Regions from separate parts of the Mus musculus genome. Here region 2 is linked to region 1. The links are chromatin contacts, called in public promoter capture Hi-C maps. All regions are on one chromosome and are shown on one strand. Each heading gives the region's core, a stretch centred on a gene start, on an enhancer-like site or on the middle of the called end of the contact. The rest is flanking DNA. Distances are from core to core; before and after follow the strand shown.

Evidence for each region. Promoter capture Hi-C pulls out the DNA fragments that hold promoters and counts their contacts.
Region 2: a promoter capture Hi-C map of embryonic stem cells shows a contact between it and region 1, with 3 times the contacts expected there. The contact joins the enhancer-like site here to the promoter of Lhpp in region 1. A contact is called at or near these places in 6 of 39 promoter capture datasets (the 3T3-L1 cell line, embryonic stem cells, liver and 1 more).

What each region holds. Positions count from the first base shown.
Region 1 is chr7:132,608,261-132,612,924 of GRCm38.p6, forward strand. Lhpp (phospholysine phosphohistidine inorganic pyrophosphate phosphatase) reads left to right here and starts at 2,383. Exons shown (of 7, transcript NM_029609.1): 1 at 2,383-2,570. The coding sequence starts at 2,446.
Region 2 is chr7:133,574,664-133,579,327 of GRCm38.p6, forward strand. No RefSeq gene overlaps it. Among named protein-coding and RNA genes, the nearest start is that of Tex36, 25 kb to the right of the region's middle. Within about 2 kb of position 2,453, at least 5 of the 459 cell types and tissues checked have an H3K27ac peak or open chromatin away from gene starts, as enhancers often do. A contact at or near this core is called in embryonic stem cells, where this site is marked.

The DNA of each region.
Region 1 (4,664 bases), core at 1,133-3,632:
GGCATAAAGTCTAAAGTCAGACATTCTTTCAAGTTCCACTTCAGACTGCCTGTCTGCGTATGAGCCACCGAGGCCACCCACAGCCCAGTGTCCCTCCTCTTGGCTGTATCTCTGTCACTCATTGTCACTTGGCATACATTAGCTCAACTGTGTTATATGTTGTCTTATCCTCAGACCATCTTGAGAGCTGAAGGCAAAGATCACATCTTGGGCCAATTTGTACCACACGCGCCCACTGCAAGGGGCAGAGACTTCTGCCAAATTCTTCAGTCTGACCCAGCTCCAACCTAGAAGTCTGGAAAGACCCAGATTCCCATGAAGATTAAACTGGGTGCTGTCCAGTTAGATGCTGAAGGTGAAGTGGCAGACACAGGAAGGCAGTGTTGAAATAATTTGTTTCTTGTGCTTCATTGGAGGCAGAGGCTGTTCTAATGGGATACTAGCATCTTACCAACAGGCAGTGGAAGAGAACTGCCAAAGGAGCAGAGCATCTCTAATGGGAGGTCCAGAAACCTTGGCAATAAAAAATTTTCACTTCCCCAGGAAGCATGCTGGGCTTCCCAGAAGGAGCCATTGACAATGGGCCTTTAGCCAATGATGGCTGTGACTTAGGGAGGTAAAGTCTGGAGCTGAGTCAGCTCCTGGGATACCCAGCTGGAGGAGATAACAAGGCCAGAACTGAGCTGGTTGACAAAATTCCTCAAGGTTTCAGCAATTATAATGAAACTAACTTAGCAACCAATCAAAATTGTACTAATGTCACTGTTTTGCCCCTACCAATCATATTGGAGATTACCTAATCTTTCTGGAAAATTCCCTTAGACCTGCATAAAAGGGGTCTGCAAACCATTTTGACGAACGGTTGGCCCCTGCATGCTGGTAATTTCCGCAGAATAAACCTTCTGCCTTTGCATTACTATTTGAGTCTGGGGTTTTCCTTCAGTGATTATTGGATTTATAGACACATAACTCCTGGTTATGCAGGACTCCAGCCTGATTCTCCAGCCTTCACTTCCTAACCCCCAAATCTGTAAGCTCTTTCTTGCCCGATGTAAGCAAACTTTCTCAAGTTAGAGCAGCTTCTTCAGTCTCTCTGTATAATATTGATCTCTAGCACAGTAAACCCACTCAGGGTAGACATTATACCTTTTATTTCTCTTGCGAGCAGCTCCTCTGGTAAGCTCATCAAAAGAATAATGCACACTTTGTTGAAATGCGTTAAAGTTCTAACATTCTGGGTGCTGGAGAGGTGGCTCAGTGGTTAAGAGCACTGGATGGTCTTTCAGATGGACCAGAGTTCAGTCCCAGCACCCACATCATTAATCATCAGGGTCTATATATAATTCTTGTTTCAGGGATCAACACCCTCTTCTGGCCTCCCGAGACACATAAAATTTGGTGTTTTTTTCTACTCATATTACCATGCTCTTTATTTTTGCAAGGCTGTTGTCTGCATATAACTTTTGAATTTGTGTTTTTCATATAATGTTAGAACAGAAGAGTTTTCCAAGGTAGTTAGCGGGAGTCTCTCTCTCTCTCTCCTTCTCCCTTTCTGTCCCTCTCCCCCCTGTCTTCCCCCTCCCTCCCCCTTCTCTCTCCAATCCCCTTCCCCTCTTTTTGTTTTGTTTTGTTTTTTTGTTTTTTTTGAGACAGGATTTCTCTGTGTAGTCCATGCTGTCCTGGAACTCGCAACAGGCTGACCTCAAACTCTGAGAGCTTCAGCTGCTTCTGCCACCTCCCCTGGCTGATCTTTCTTTCAGCACATTTCTTTCAGCATCTCTGATATGCAACCTGTATCCTCTACATTAATTTTCTTCAGCTTGTCTTGGCATTATCATTTATTTACACCGCAGTCATTCTGTTTGCACACGTTCCTTTAGTGTGTTTCCAAGGAATTGGATGGTGCCATCTAACCGCCTGCAAGATCTCTCCCTCTCTCTTCCATTTTTGAGACAGAACCTCACTACTGAGGCTAGGATGTCTCCAACACTTAAAATTTCATTTATTTAATTAGTATACGTGTGTGTGCATGCACTCGTGGGGAGATCTGGGGACAATGTCAGGAATAGGTTTTCTCCTGCTATTGTATGGGTCCTGGGAATAGAATTAAAGTTAAGTTTTGTGCCAAACACCTTTACCCCCTTGTGGCATCTTGGCTTCACACTCTCAGCCCTGCTGGGGATTACAGGTGAGAGCCATCCCTCCTGGACTGTTTCACTTTTCATTTCAAGTTGTCATGTCCTGACTCTTAGGGGTTTGAACTCCTTCCGCAGGATGCGTTCACTGCTTTTCCTGATAGTCAAGCGTCAGGCTGGTCCACGTGGTTCCCAGTTTGCTCCCGGCCCGCCCGCCGCGGATTACATTTCCCAGGCAACCCCGCGCGGGAGGCGTGGCTGCGGGATAAAAGCAGCGGCGACGCCGAGTTCGGATTTATAGCTGGACACGATGGCCGCATGGGCTGAGCGGCTGACGGGCGTGCGGGGAGTGCTGCTTGACATCTCCGGGGTGCTATGTGATAGCAGCGCAAGCGGTGCAACCGCTATCGCAGGCTCTGTGGAGGCAGTGGCGAGGTTAGTGAGCTCAATGCAGGGGGTTCCCGGCTGTGTCAACTACCGGGGGCGGGGCGTTCGCGCTAGCTCCGCCTTCTCGAGTGCTAGCTCCACCCCTCAGGCTGGCTAGGAACCTTGTCGGGGGAAGGTTGGGTTGGTCCTAGGCATTTATGGGTTGAAGCTGTGTTTTGGAAGCAGTTGGTTAACTTGCAAGTAAAATACAGATTCAAAAAGTGTAGACTATCTCATTAATATTGCAACCTGTTAGGCCGGGGAGATGGCTCCATGGGTAAAGACACTCATTGCCAGTTGTGTGTGACACCTGAGTTCAATTCTTGGGACCCACATGGTAGAATAAGAACGGTGGCTACCGTAAGTTGCCTCTCTCTGCCCTCCATGCATGTCCTCCATCTTAAAAGTAAATAAATGGAAAAGTTACTTTAAAATATTTCTTGATGTTGCTTACACGTTTAAGTGACTATTTTTAATATACTAGGCTAAGTAAACTATTCAAATGATCCACCTGTTTCTCTTAGAAAACTTTAAATCATATACATGGCTAGCCATCTAATTCTCTTGTATTGGTTTTGATTTGAGGAGGACAAGGGGTCTGGCTCATTACACCTTGCCAATGCAGAATGCTGTCAGAGACCACAATTGGCATTAAACCTGGGCTATTTGTCTTTGGTCCGCAGATAGCTTTGTGTAATGTGGATGAGCAGTTGGAGGCTGCTCATTGTTTAGCATTATTCTCTCAATATCACTCTCTGGGGTACCCTGACCTAACTAGCACTATTTACTTATTTGCAGTTAAGTAAGTCCTTTGATCCCGAGAGGCCCTCCCCTACTTATCTGTTTGTGTGTGTGTGTGTGTGCGTGTGTGTGCGTGCGCGCGCGCGTATGGTTGTGGAGAGAGAGAACACTTGAGCAAGAGGGGTGGCACTGATGGTGTAACAAGGACACAGACTATGTTTTGTAGCACAGTGAAAGGGACTGGTATGGGACAGCTAGTCCTAGGAAACACCTAGACCTTCTGGGTGGGTGAAAGTCCAGTTTACATGTCTTTCTGGCTTCTACATTGTCTCCACTAACTCCAGAACTTAAGGCTGGCTTTGTTTCACTGAGCCTTGGATATGAGCAGTTAATTCTGTGGAGGCCCCTCTTAGAGTGTAGCGGGACAGACACTGGACGATGTAAGCAGCCAGGACGTTATGAGGATCTCATTGGAAGGAAGGTAGACCATAGTTTGTGCTCAAATGAATAAACTGAGTCACTCACCATAGATGAGTATACGTGAAGATAGTGCCAAAGCATATAAGCCCCGGGATAGTGCCACCTGTAGGAAGTGACTTCCCACTTTAATTAACAGCTGAAGAGAGTCCACCCACAGACAGGCCCAGATGCTTGTCTTCTGGATGATGCTAGCTCTCATCGAGCTGCCAATTGAGATTACCGGTGTCATACATGTGTATCTACACACACGCACACACACACACACACACACACACATATGAACATGGATACATGTACAAATATGTATAATGAAAATGAGGTTTCTTTTGGCATCTTGCCAAGAAAGCTTTCACATCTATGGCCCAGAATATATAAATCAAAAAAGTCAGCCATTGAGTGAGAATGTGGACAGAAGACAGAAGACTCACCAGGAAAGAGACACTGGTGACCCCCTCAGCGCAGGAAAGATGCTCCACCCGTTGCATTAGAAATGCAAATTCAAACTATACCAATAGGTTCTTTTTTTTTTTTTTTTTTTTTTTGATAAAACTGGGAACAAGTTCACTTTTTTTCTTTCTTTTTTTTTTTTTTTTTTTTTGAGACTTCGTAGAACCAAGTGCTGCTACCTTATGTGAGAAGACAAAATTGGCACTGCAGTAGTGGGTACAATTCTGGGTATTTGTTCTGACTTGTTTACTAGAAATAACTGAGCCGGACAGTGGTGGCGGACACCTTTAATCCTAGCACACAAGAGGCAGAGGCAGGAGGATCTCTGTGAGTTCAAGTCCAGCCTGGTTTACAAAATGAGTTCTAAGACAGCCAAAGCTACACAAAGAAACCCTGTCTGAAAGAGAGAGAGAGAGAGAGAGAGAGAGAGAGAGA
Region 2 (4,664 bases), core at 1,203-3,702, 970 kb after region 1:
ATTGATGCACGTGTGTGTGTGTGTGTGTGTGTGTGTACAAACACATGTATGTTCATGTGGGAGAGTGCACACCCATGAGTATATAGGCCTGAGGACAACTTCAAATGCTATTACTCAAATGCTGTCCACTTTCTTTTGAGGCAGACTCTCTGGCCTGGAGCCTACTGGTTATGCTAGACCAGATAGCCAGCAATCCCCTGGGACTCACTTGTCCCCTCTTCGTCCTCAGGCAAGGATTCCAAGTGTGGATCACACCTGGCTTTTTAATGTAAGTTCTGGGCATCCAATCCAGTTCCTTTGGCTTGCATAGCAAACATTTTACCAACAGAGCCATCTCACCAGCCCAGACCTCTTGATTATTGTTAGTTTTTCTCTTGTTCTGCTAGGCATTAAGCCTCCTGCATGTCAGGTAAGTGCTCTATCAATGAGCTACATCTCTAATCCATTCCTGTGTATAGAACTTAAACCCTGCATCTAGTGCTCTAAAAAGCATTTCAGATGAATTTTTCTCATCTAACCCTTAATGCTAACAGGTAAGCCTTATAAATAACCAAGCTTTAGAAGACTGCTCATGATCACAAAGGTAGTGTGTGATGGCTGGGGATCAAAGCTTCACTCTTCAACCAGTGAGCTAATAATATCAGCCTTCATCACCGTCCCAGACACATACGTTCTAGAATGCTCTTTAAGTCATACCTGTGACAATGCAAGTGCTGTGACTAGCATCATCAGTGCAGCAGAAAGGGGAATACAGAGTCCTCAGGCCTGAGAGCCTGGTCCTATCACAGTCCCTGCATCTCCTGGACCTGCCTGATGTTTCCTTTCATCCTGTTCTCTGGGCATCCAGGTCTACACTCACATCACTCACACGTCGTTTCCAGACCAAGAGATTCTACCTGCATCCTGAACTCCTGGGATTCTTCTGACGATTATTGATTATAATGTACAGATTCTCTAATGGGATGACCAAGCAATATTCAATTTTGGGATCTACGTGGAATTTCCAAACTAATTCACACATAAGACTTTTCTAACCTCTGCATTCCTACTCTGTGAGTGCACACATTGTGATCAATCATATCTGCCCCTCTCCGCTCACCTCCTCTCTCCAGGCATAGCCCTCTCACTTACTTCTAGCATCTACAAAATCTCTGGTCTCTCATGTATCAAGAATACTTAGCATGAGGTCTTCCCTCCTAACTTTTAAGAGTGAGAAATACAGCAGCATTGGCTATAGGCACCTTGTTCCACAGAACATCTCTGGAACTTATTCTTCTCAACCCAAATTTCTGACCTGTGGCTGACTAACCCCCACTCCCTTCCTCCCTCCCTAGCACGCAGTAACCAATAGTCTAGCCTTTGGCTTTATGGATTTGACTATTTTAAATACATGAAAGCATCTATTTTTCTGAGTCTTCTATTGCACTTAGCACCTGTTCCTCAGACTCCCCACCCCCACCCGCCAGGCTTCTGTGTCACCGTAGTTCCTCCCTCTCTGAGGCTGTATAGCGTGGATCTCTCCATGGTCACCACATCCACCTATTCAGCCTCTGTTTAGGCAGCCTGTTTCCCTAATTGCTCCTGCTGCCACAAGCAGGAGAGTGTAGTTTGTTTTGTTTTTGTTTTTGTTTTTGCGTTTTGTTTTGTTTTGTTGTTCCTGATTTTCACTTCTTTGAACTTGTTTTCCCACCGTCCTGGCTGACCCTGGGGTCATCTGGGGAGCTTTCTATAAAAGACTGGGGCATCCCCACCTCCAGAATCTCGCTAGGCCGATCTAGTGGGACCCAGACACTAATGAACGCTGGGCTCCTCAGGACACTTGAGGAACAGTCAGCTTCATAGGTCTTAGCCCCTCCACCCCCACACACTTGGGACTGGAGAGCTGGCTCACTGGTTACCAGCACAAGCCGCTTTTCCAGAGGACTTCAGTTTGTTTCCCACCACCTATGTCAGGCAGCTCACAACTGCTTAGAACTCCATCTCCAAGGGATCTGAGGTCCTCTCCAGGCCTCCTTGGTCACCCACATGCAGACATCCCCTTACCTTAGAAGTAAAAATAAACCTCAGAGAAAATAGCCTTGTCTCCAGTTTTGTCTTGCTCACATCTTCATCTCCACTTTCCTTCTGGGAAGTTTTGTCCAGCCCCTTTATTAATCTGCCAAGCCCAGTTAAGATCCCAGAGGACCTCAAATCCTCTACAAATCTAGATCCACTGCTGCTGGGCTTCCTTCAGACTCATCAGGGTTTCACCTGATGCAGAGTCCCTCCCCTCTCTTAATAGCTCATCCTGTCCCAACCCCCCATCCCCCGCCCATGCTGCTGTGGTTTGAAAGTGAACAGCTGGCCACACAGCATTCTCAGTAAGAAGCAGAGCGATGAATACTGACATTCCGTTCTCTTTCCCCTTCCTCTTCGGGCCTCATAGCCTTGCAGCTATGAGATGGTACCACCCACATTCAGGGTGGTCTGGAAACAGGACACACCCAAAGATGTGACTCTGGTAACTCTAAACCAACAAGAAGACAGCAAAGGTTAACCATCAGAGCCACCACACCCAGCTGCATGCAGGACACAGCTCTCGGCTTCCTTCAGGTGCACTGAACTGAACTCACCTGAAGCCCCCACCTGAAGGCCCCACCTGAGGCCCCCACCTGCTGCTCCCACCTGAAGCCCCCACCTGAAGGCCCCACCTGAGGCCCCCACCTGCTGCTCCCACCTGAGGCCCACACCTGCTGCTCCCACCTGGCCCCTCCAGTTTCCCTGCAGTTTGTTCCACTCAAGCAGGGGCCACGTGCTACCTATAGTTGCCTGAGACCAAATGCTTTGTGTTTCTGGCTGCTAGGTGGGAAAACAGTAGACCTCATTCTGCTTGCTGAATAATTCCATTATCCCTCTCTATTACACTATTAATTCTTCATTTTATCTGTCATTAGGTTTTCAGTAAATAAATAAATGAAGCCAGCACAACTGCTTATATCCATAAGTAATCAAAATGTATTTAGTGCCTTAGTAAGTAGCTTGTTTTTCTAATTTTCCTTTAATTAGCAGAGAAAGAATTAAAATCAATTCCTTATCCAGCAGATAAAAAATTAAACTCAGCTTTTTCCCTCATACATATCCAAATTTGAACGTACACAAGAAACACAAATTCATAATCATCCTGTAATATAATATGTATCCAATATTAAACACATTGCTATGACATTTATCTTCTCTCCCTGATCACAGCTTAATAAAATTATAATTATGACCTTTCAAAGCATCCTCGCCTGATCCCCACTGATGCAGCCTCCGTAGCTTCATATCTTGGCTCTTCCTAGGGGCAGCTACATCTCCCTGACAGGTCTTCTGGTCTGGATGAGGTCTGTTGTTGCTCAGCCTCGTAGTGCAGAGGCCAGAGCAGTGCTAAACTCAGTAAGGGCTCAAAATCCGGTCACTTGTCCCATCCCTTCCCAAGAAGTTACTTGCAACTGATACTTGCTGGGGAAGGGAAAATCAGCTTTCCCCAACAGAGTGTCCCTGGATATATCAACCATACTACAGAGTAGGTAGGCCCCATGTCCCAGGCCATCACAAAAGGACTGTGTGTGTGTGTGTGTGTGTGTGTGTATGTGTGTGTATGTGTGTGTGTGTGTTAGGTATATGTGTGTGTGTATGTGTGTGTGTATGTGTGTGTGTATGTGTGTGTGTTGGGTATGTGTGTGTTGTATGTGTGTATGTGTGTGTGTTGGGTGTGTGTGTGTGTTGGGTGTGTGTGTGTGTATGTGTGTGTGTATGTGTGTGTGTGTTGGGTATGTGTGTGTATATGTGTGTGTGTTGGGTGTGTATGTGTGTGTGTATGTGTGTGTGAGTTGGGTATGTGTGTGTGTGTGTGTGTGAGTTGGGTGTGTGTGTGTGTGTATGTGTGTGTATGTATGTATATGTGTGTGTGTTTATGTGTGTGTGTGTGTTGGGTATGTGTGTGTGTGTATGTGTGTGTTGTATGTGTGTATGTGTGTGTGTTGGGTGTATGTGTGTATGTGTGTGTGTGTTGGGTGTGTGTGTGTGTGTGTTGGGGGAAGGGATATTTAGTTTGGGCTTTTGTTTTTGTCTTACTGATTTAATTTTTTTTAATTTGTCTGTTTTGATTTCTCTTTTGTTTTTGAAGTTTTTCCTCTTTTGCTTTGAGAGAGAGCATGAAGTTAGGTAGGAAGATGGGATGGACCTAAAGGAGTTAGGGAAAGGGAAATGTGACCAAAATATATTATGTGAAAAAATGTTTAAATAAAAATAATTTTTAAATAGTCACCAAATGTTTAAAAGCATGAACATTTATACACGTGGCATGGCTCTGTGGTGGATGTCAGAGAGGACGGGCATTCAGGAAGGGCTTGGTGCACAGTGGGGTTGTGAGAGGGAAGGGGTAATGCTCTGTCAGAAACTAAGCTTCAAATCAGCTCCCATTCGGCTGCAAACAGCAGCATCTTTGAGCTGGACTGTTTTAACTGGTCAAAGATATCCAACTCTTGATTGATGTGCTCCAGGAAACCAAACTCTTCCTTAAAGGGCAGACGTTCCCAGGTATTTGGTGCTGTAAACTATCCTGTTTGCTTTAAGACAACGTGAGTCTCATGAAGCCCAGTCTGGCCTCAGACTTGCTATGAATCCAAGGATGGCACTGAATT